Regions from separate parts of the Danio rerio genome. Here region 2 is linked to region 1. A link is a contact called in public HiChIP or PLAC-seq data. All regions are on one chromosome and are shown on one strand. The core of a region is the stretch at or near the end of the contact, and the rest is flanking DNA. Distances in the headings are between cores, read along the strand shown. Region 1 holds the start of cacng3b (calcium channel, voltage-dependent, gamma subunit 3b). Region 2 holds the start of rbbp6 (retinoblastoma binding protein 6).

Evidence for each region. HiChIP or PLAC-seq counts read pairs in DNA pulled down with a chosen protein or histone mark.
Region 2: a contact with region 1 is called in an H3K4me3 HiChIP or PLAC-seq map of gastrula embryo, with 4 times the contacts expected there. The contact joins the promoter of rbbp6 here to the promoter of cacng3b in region 1. A contact is called at or near these places in 1 of 18 Hi-C or Micro-C datasets (caudal fin) and 2 of 4 datasets of contacts at active chromatin or transcription factors (embryo and gastrula embryo).

The regions. Positions count from the first base shown.
Region 1 is chr3:34,126,390-34,130,834 of GRCz12tu, forward strand. cacng3b (calcium channel, voltage-dependent, gamma subunit 3b) reads left to right here and starts at 2,096. Exons shown (of 4, transcript XM_073944749.1): 1 at 2,096-2,563. The coding sequence starts at 2,500.
Region 2 is chr3:34,262,489-34,266,545 of GRCz12tu, forward strand. rbbp6 (retinoblastoma binding protein 6) reads left to right here and starts at 1,860. Exons shown (of 17, transcript NM_001193674.1): 1 at 1,860-2,876; 2 at 3,266-3,365; 3 at 3,827-3,860. The coding sequence starts at 2,711.

The sequences.
Region 1 (4,445 bases), core at 846-3,345:
ACCGCATTCGGGATATTAACATTTGGATGACTCGCACAAACATATAGTATTTGCAGGCAGGTGAGACGCTCTGGCCCCTGTGAGCGATTCGCTAAGCACGAGATGCTATCTGCCAAAGAAATGTCCCATCTTATCAGCCAGCAGAAATTCATGTTTGGGAAATGAGACGATGCGACCGGAGTCATGGGCAATCTGTGGACGCAAATTATTCCCCTGGCCTGCCGTCACTCAGCGCTGACTCCCACATGATTTGATGCTTCAAGAAGATCCCTCTCACCCCCTGTCCGGCTCGCTAGATCCGGGACACAACAAACAGTATAAATAAACAAGGATAAACAGTTACCCAAAGTACTCATCTTACCGTCAGAATCCTCATAATGCCAAAGTGTGTGTGTGTATGAGAATTTGAAGGTTTCATTGTTGAAATGTCATCTCCGTGCTTTCTCTGAGGCTCAGTGCTGAGTGAGCACTTTCGGTGTAGCTTTCATTGTGACAGCTAATGAAATTATTTGCCTTTGACAACAGCTCATTATGTGCCTCAAAGGCATTCTCTGGGACTGCTGTGTTCTGATCTTTTTCATTCTCTTCCTGTTTCCTTTTTTTTCCCTCACCCCCTTTGGAGATTTTTTTATATAAATCCAATTAAAATCATCCCCCATGACAAAGACTCTGCCATCTGAAAGACCGAAGTTGGCCTTAAAAAAAAAGAGAACATATGGATGAAGACAAGACAGCAGAGTAAAGCTTGCTATGGAATAATAAGATTCATAATGACTACATCCCACAAGTCATTTATCAGCGCACAGTTTGAGAGAGATTCCCTCACATCCTTACCGTTTACTTGTGCAATCAAACGCTACATCCACAACAGTCACTAATGGAGCAAGTCCTCCTGGGAAGTTCCAGTTCAAGAGTTGGGAATGGGTAATTGGGACATGTCAAGGCCTGATTTAAATTTTCCACTACTACTTTTGCAAAAAGATGAATAAAGTTTGCTCACCAGGTGTATTTCTACTTATATGTGTTTTAATTCAATTTATGGTTGTTTATATATAAGGGGCCATTTGAAAAACCTTCTAGGCTATGATAACATTTTAGGTATCTTAGATTGCATTTAGTGTGTTTTCATTTTGTCAAATGAAAACAGTCATTGTCCAAATTGACAATTTTACTGCATTAGGTTCACACAAAACAGCCTAAAATACATGATACATTACCATTCATGCTCACAGAGGATTCAAATATATTGCTATCTTTCGTACTTGCCGTCTACTGGATTCATTATGATAATATGAGGACTTGATGAATCAGTGAATGATACACAATTGTCTAGAACAGTGTTTTTCAACTGGTCGGTCACGACCCACTTGGGACAATTTTCAGTGGGTCGCAGAGTGTGTGATAAAAAAAAAACAACAACAAAAATTTAATTTTTAACTTATTTTGCTAATATCGGACTTTTATTTTGAAATCTGTGTGCGACAATCGTACCGTTTGACATGTGAAATATCATTTAATTATAGCAACAAATATGTCAAACGACCCCAAACATGTAAAGTGTGGATTTACATATATTGACGACAAAAAAGGCAAAAAAAACCTCAGTGTGTAGTGAGGTGCTCTCAAGAGAGCATGAAACCCTTTAAATTAAAACGACATTTAGAAACCAAACATCCCAGTTGCAAAAACAAACCTGTGGACTATTTTTTACAGACGACTCCAATAGCTGGGGGCATCACAAAAGTGCCTAACATCTTCATGTTCAAAACAAGTACAAGCACTTTGCGCATCTTACTGTGCTTACTGTGTAGCAAGGGCCAAGAAAGCCCACACAATAGCAGAAGAGCAAATAACTGTTTATTATAGAAATGGTTACGATTATTTCATCATTCAAAACTCTCCAAGCACACAGGCCCTCAAGGATCAGGTTTGCCAATCCTTGGTCTAGAGATGGATAGAAAGTGCGATCATGGCCCACACTCCTAACCAGCAGGTGGCGGTAATGCACCTAGAAAGTTGTATGCCAACCGCCAATAAAACCCATGAGAAGAAGAAGAAGAAGAAAGACAAAGGAGACGTCCAATTGCCTGTAGTCCTCAAGGAATGTAGTTGAGAAACGCTGGTCTAGAAGACCAGTCAGAGCAAACAGTTCCTTTAACACTAATTAAACACACTTGATCAAAATAATTGAGTCATTCTGGCTTGTTTTAAACCTCCACGTACGTGTTTTGAAGCGGGGGAACATAAACTGTTCTGGGCAATTTGACACACCTTTCCAGGTTGGGGTGTTTAGGCAAGTTTTAGTTAGAATCTGCAGCACGTCAATTTTGGGCACCCCTAGATATACAAAGACAGTTCACTCACAGTACTATGAATGTGGTAATGTTCAAAATGGCTGCTACAATGAAGGAAGTCTCACCTAGATTAGCCAATCTACAAAAATAAATTGTAAAGTGCTTATAAAAAGTGTAAAGGACTCAAAACAGCACCAGGATACAAATGAAGACCTGCTGTGAGGATTTGCTTCTGATGCTTGTACAGAAATGTAACAGACAAAAAACAGGTATGTTTCAGCATTCTGTTCCTTTCATTGTCATGTCCTGTTTTTGTTTTAAATTTTTGTTCAAATGTCTGTGGTTGTTTTACATTTTCTTTTTCACTCTAATTGTATGTATCAAAATTTGCTTGATATTTTAACAAGACCCATCTTTTAAGCAGTCTAGAACCGCTTGTTTCATACACACCAGGGTTCATATAGCAGTCTTCTCATTTAGTCAAATGAACCGCACTAATAGAGCAATCACACTAAGGTTTATTTATTTTCAACCTAACCTGTCAATTGTGAACACACACCTTTACTGGCTATTGAAACAAACACATTTACCAATCTTGGTGAAAATCATTCATATAGATGTCTGTTTCACATTTTTTGTTTAGACGCTTTTCAATGATATGGCATTTTTGATGAACACAATTTGAAATGGAAATGAAAGAAAAAACTTGGATTATTCCTAGCTTTACTATTAACATGGACAATGTGTTTATTCCTTTGCTGTATTCCTTTACCCTCCCCAAAACAGAAGATCAGGGGCCTCATGTACAAAGACTGGCATGGAAATCATACTAAAACATTGCGTACGCACAAAGCTTTAAATGTGCGTACGCAGAAAAAAATTCAGATGTATGAAACGTACACCGAATCCCAAGCATATTCTTTTGTACATCCGAATGAACGTGAAACTGAGCGCAACATGCACAAGCACAAAACCCCTCCCTGCCTCCTCCCCCGTATGAATATGCTAATGACTCTACTTTGGCAAAACCCAACGAAAAAGCAAAGGCAAAAGCAAGCAAAAAGAGAAACTTTGAACAGAATGTGAATTGAGCGCTGCTTTCGGAGGTAGACCGGAGGAAAACTGTGTTATTTGGAAGTTTGTCCTCTGGAATTATCAACAAAAGAAAAAAATAGAGTGGGGAGAGTTTAGCTGATGTGGCTAACACAGTTGGGTCTGAACATCGCACTGTGGAGTAAAAAGAGAAATAGTGTGATTTATAGGCGTAAAATGTTGCAGCACCTTTAACAGTCTCCGTGGCGCAGCTCTTAAAACACATGTCAACATGTTTGGACACGTTCGAGCATGAACTCGGTTTGAATCCAGCGTCTGATGAACTCATTCTTTTTTTCCCCGCTACATATCAGATTTTGCCTACTATTTATCACAAGAAAGACAAGTAGGAATCATTAATAAATCTGTGCATCACATTTTATTTGCACATTTATTAAATGGAAATGTTTCTGATTCACGCATACAAATTCATCTTCAGATAGTGTCTTCATAGCAATGTGCGTGCAGTAGATCGCTCCCATTACAATGGGAAAACAGGCGACCGCTGCAAATTGCGCTTTAATGTTTGGCTGGTCAACTGCATGGTATGGAAATCTTATATACCTGCTAGATGAACCCGTCTCATACAGCTGCCATTGCAAGGCTCAAAGACACTTTGGAGAGTGAGCACATTTCCACGTTCAGTTCATCGTTAGTAAATCCAAACGTTAGCGATTCTGAGCGTGAAACCTGGCGTACGCAAAGTTTTTGTGCGTACGCAGCGTTGATACATGAAGCCCCAGATCTTAGTCACTGTTAACTTTTTTTTTTATTCGAACTGTATTATAATAAATTATTTGTCAATGCATTTTAATTAAATTTATTTTTTTAAAGTCTAGTTTAATTTCAGTAAAATTCCTGTTTAATTCAATTTAACAACCATAAATTAGTTTATTTTTTATATAGAAACATTTCAGGACCATTGTGTGTGTGCGTGCGTGTGTGTACACACACACACACACACACACACAAGCATTCAAGTTAAGCATTTGAGAAACCAACTCAAATACAAAATTGGCAAAGTGTTGGAGCTAAAGAGTTTATCTGGCAAGGTTTACT
Region 2 (4,057 bases), core at 610-3,109, 140 kb after region 1:
TTAACGTGGGCATAAGCTTAAGCCTGAGCAAATATCCATCCTGTGAAACATGCAGATGAATAAAATAAGCACAGAATCTTCTGAAAATGAACAATTGCTGGCACTGGTTGACTATTATATGTTTTAAACATATCAGTGATTCAATGTGAAAGTAAAAATACTCTCAGCTAAACAATCATTTGAATTATATAGCCGAGTTTCTTTAAACGCAACAGTTTTTAGATTAGCATTTTGATCATGTTAATTTAGCCTATCAAACAGCTTCACAAATTCAATTCAGTTCAAATCAATTTGTAAAAGAACTACATAATTAGTTTTCATCTGTTACTTTCAGGCTGAACATATTGGGAATTTTGGGACAGATTTGGGTAAAACACATTTTAGCATGTCTAGCATATCTGTACGTTTAATGCTGCTAGGAGCACATCTCCACAATGACAAGCAATAGAATTTGTAAACAATTAAAGACTGCCATCTAGTGCTCAAAAGTCATAAGCCCACACTAAAGGGAGAATTTATTTTTACATTAGCCAGTCTGGTGAAAGGGGTTGTTCTTTTTTTTCTCAAAAAGTGGACCTTTTTGCAGTTATTTGCCTTATTTTTCTGTTGAATTATGAGATCTAAATAGTGCATTTTAGTGACATTTTAAGCAGCATTAGCTGTATTAGCTTGTTGGACGGTCATCATAACCACACTTTATGATGCACCAAAAATGTTTCCTAAATATTTAGAATAAAGAAATGTCAAAATTAATACTTATTTCTAAAATTCAAATTTATTACATCATTTATCATTAGAAAAAAGAAACATCAATGATGTTTTACATCAATACCTGTCTATTGTTGTTTATTTTGCAAAGAACTACCTGCCCAGCATATTCTTTCCACAGTCAGAATCTAGCAATTTGAATAAAAAATATATTTAAAAAATATTATTAATAATAATAACATAGTGTAGAGCAATTCAAACAAACAAATTATCTAGCCTCTCTTGTATAAGAAAGTACATTTGAAAATTAATGTATAACAACAATGGCCAAAATAGTATTCAAATTAATTTTAATATGGGTTGCTTTTGGTGCCTCACACCTTTTTATTGGTAGTTTTTGTGTTTCAAGAACAGTGTCTACGATTTAGAATAAAAGTCACTTTTAAAATGTTTTCGCTATTTAAATACAAGTTGCAAAAGATTCTCTTGTGTCAGATTGTGCATTTTCTTGCACAAAATATTTTAGCTAAAGTCACACAGAAGATAATGTTAATTATGGGCATACGTTTTATTTTATTTAGAATCGTATGCGATGTAAAAAAAACTCAGACTGTTTTACATTATATTAATGAACATTAAATTAAGTTGCAAGTCAGAACATAGAGTAGTATCAGTAACATTGAGAAAAAATAAAATAGAAATAAACATGAATAAAAACATCAACATTATTCATTTTATGCATGCAAAAGAGTTTAGTAGTTTATAGATTTTTTATTTTTTTTGCTATGTACACTAGTATGACTAATTTATATTTTAAATGAGTAAAATTATAATTTTCCTTGACTGTTTGCATTTATGAATAAAGATGTGCTGTCAGATTTGCTTTTTGTATAGTGTGTAGCCTTTGTGTGTGAATGCGAGAGTGTATGGGTGTTTTCCAGTGATGGGTTGCGGCTGGAAGGGCATTCGCTGCGTAAAGCATATGCTAGTTAAGTTGGTGGTTCATTCCGCTGAAGTGAACCCGATTAATAAAGCGACTAAAACAAAAGGGTGTGCTGTTAATAAACTCCCGCAACTTGTAGCGCTTTGCGCATGCGCACTCTTGGCCCCTCCTAGTAACAGCTTTATTCTTTGCCCCTGCGTTTTCTGCGGAAACCCCTAGTGTGCGTAAAGTCAACGGGTTGTTTTCGATCACGGACGTGAGTCAGTACGACAAAACTGTGATTTAAACAACATCACTGTGGCCATCGAGGTTGACGACGGGGAGACTGGGTTACCGCGACAGTATTTTGATAAAAGGAGGAACGTTTTTTTTTTTTGTTTTTAGTGTTTTGTATCCGTTTTGCTGTAGTCTGTTGTGTTTTTGTATGTGTGATGGACGCCATTTTAGGTTGGTCACACTAGCTCATAGCCACATTGTTCAGGCCTTGCTTCAAACTACGTCGGTTTGTGTTTTTTGTTGTTGTTGAAATTTGGACTGCGCCGAACAAACATTTCGGAGGAACTCATTTCGGACACCGAGGCGACGTTATTGACTGGACTCTACACGTTCACCCATACGGACACCGTTTGAACTGTATATTTCTTGATCAGAGTTGGACCTTACGGACAGCTCACGGCTAACCGCCATATGGTCTTGGACATTGAAACCCGGCAGGAGAGTTTCTGGCTTCTTGCTGGGAAATTCCGTGGACTTAAATCACTTGCGTCATAAAGATTGCGTGTTGCATTTGATCACGGTCTTTCTGAACACTTGCTATTTTCAAATCGCAGTTGCTATTCACGTGAGGCAGAATCCACACGACCTCCTTAGTGGAGACCTTTTGATTTAACAAAAGAGTGTTGAGATGATGAGCAAATATGGCTATTATTCTTAAACTGTTAAGCTGATAAACTGATATTGAGTAAGGTTGATCGCTGGGAGAGCCCACGCGATCGGGCGAGTTGTAGTTGAGTTTGGTTGTGTGTGGTGGTGGTGTCTGACCACAAGGAGTGTTTAAACATGTCTTGTGTCCATTACAAGTTTTCTTCTAAACTTAACTACGACACGGTCACCTTCGATGGCCTTCACATCACGCTCAGTGATTTGAAACGCCAGATCATGGGGCGAGAGAAGCTGAAGGCCGCGGACTGCGACCTGCAAATCACCAACGCTCAGACTAAAGAAGGTAAGCTGGACAAAATGTGTTTGTTTGTTCAAAGTTTGTTCGAGTAATTGATACTAACCAATGTTAACATAAGTAAACGCGTAAGGTTTGTTGGAAAAGGGGTTTGAATTATTGCCTTGGTTAACTGTTAGCTTATAGCTAATGTTTGCTAACCTGTCACCAGCTTCGTTATTATATAACTTTTAAATGGGATTTTATGTCTTTTAATTATAAGCTTGTAAATGATTTGTTTTATTGCGATTAATTAATTTAAAGTATTGTTTTTAACTGTACATTTGTGTAGTGAAGACTCCATTTTGTGTGCCAGCGTTTATGTGTGCTCATTACATAGACAAAGGAATGTGAGAGGTGTTAATTAATGGTTTTGCCATTCTTATTTTTGATTACAGAATACACTGACGATGAAGCCCTCATTCCTAAAAACTCGTCTGTCATCATTAGACGAATCCCTATTGGAGGGCTTAAGTCGACAAGCAAAACATATGTCATGTAAGTACATTACTACTTTTAACCTGCAGTTGTCTTTTATAAATATTTGTACGACAAAAACATCTAAAAGTGTTAGATGTTTCAGTAGATATTAGCTAGGAACATTGTAATGTGGAAACTGCTGTATCTCATTTACAGTTCTGCATGTTCAACATTAATATGTTGTGATTTGATGTGAGGCATGAAGGGTAAAATGTCATATTTAGTCTCACCTTCCCCAATGGTGTATTATGATTGTAAATTTAAAATAAATGTCTCCATATAAATGAGGAATAGTAGCCCAATTGGCATGTAAATTTTTTTTTTAGGCTGACAGGTTAAAAACATCCAGTTTTTATTAAAACTTCTTAAAAGTGATTAAGTGTAATACTGAAATGCATTTTTACTTGAGCTGTTAAAATGTCTTGCAGTAAATGAAGTCGTTATTAGAGGTTAACCTCTTTCCTTGTTTTGTTTTGCAGCGATCGTTCTGAACCAAGTGGATCTTCAAAAGCAGTATGTAAAACCAACTCATTTCCTTGTCTCATTACACACATTTTCAAACTCCTCAGCAGCGGCTTTGTCTTGAAATCATTTAGGGAACGTTTCTCATGCTCCTCAATGTTGTCTTTGAAACCTGTTTGAAGATAACAAAGTGTGTTGAGCTGAATGTTTATATTTTGTGATTTGCAAAATTTGTTGCATTTGATATT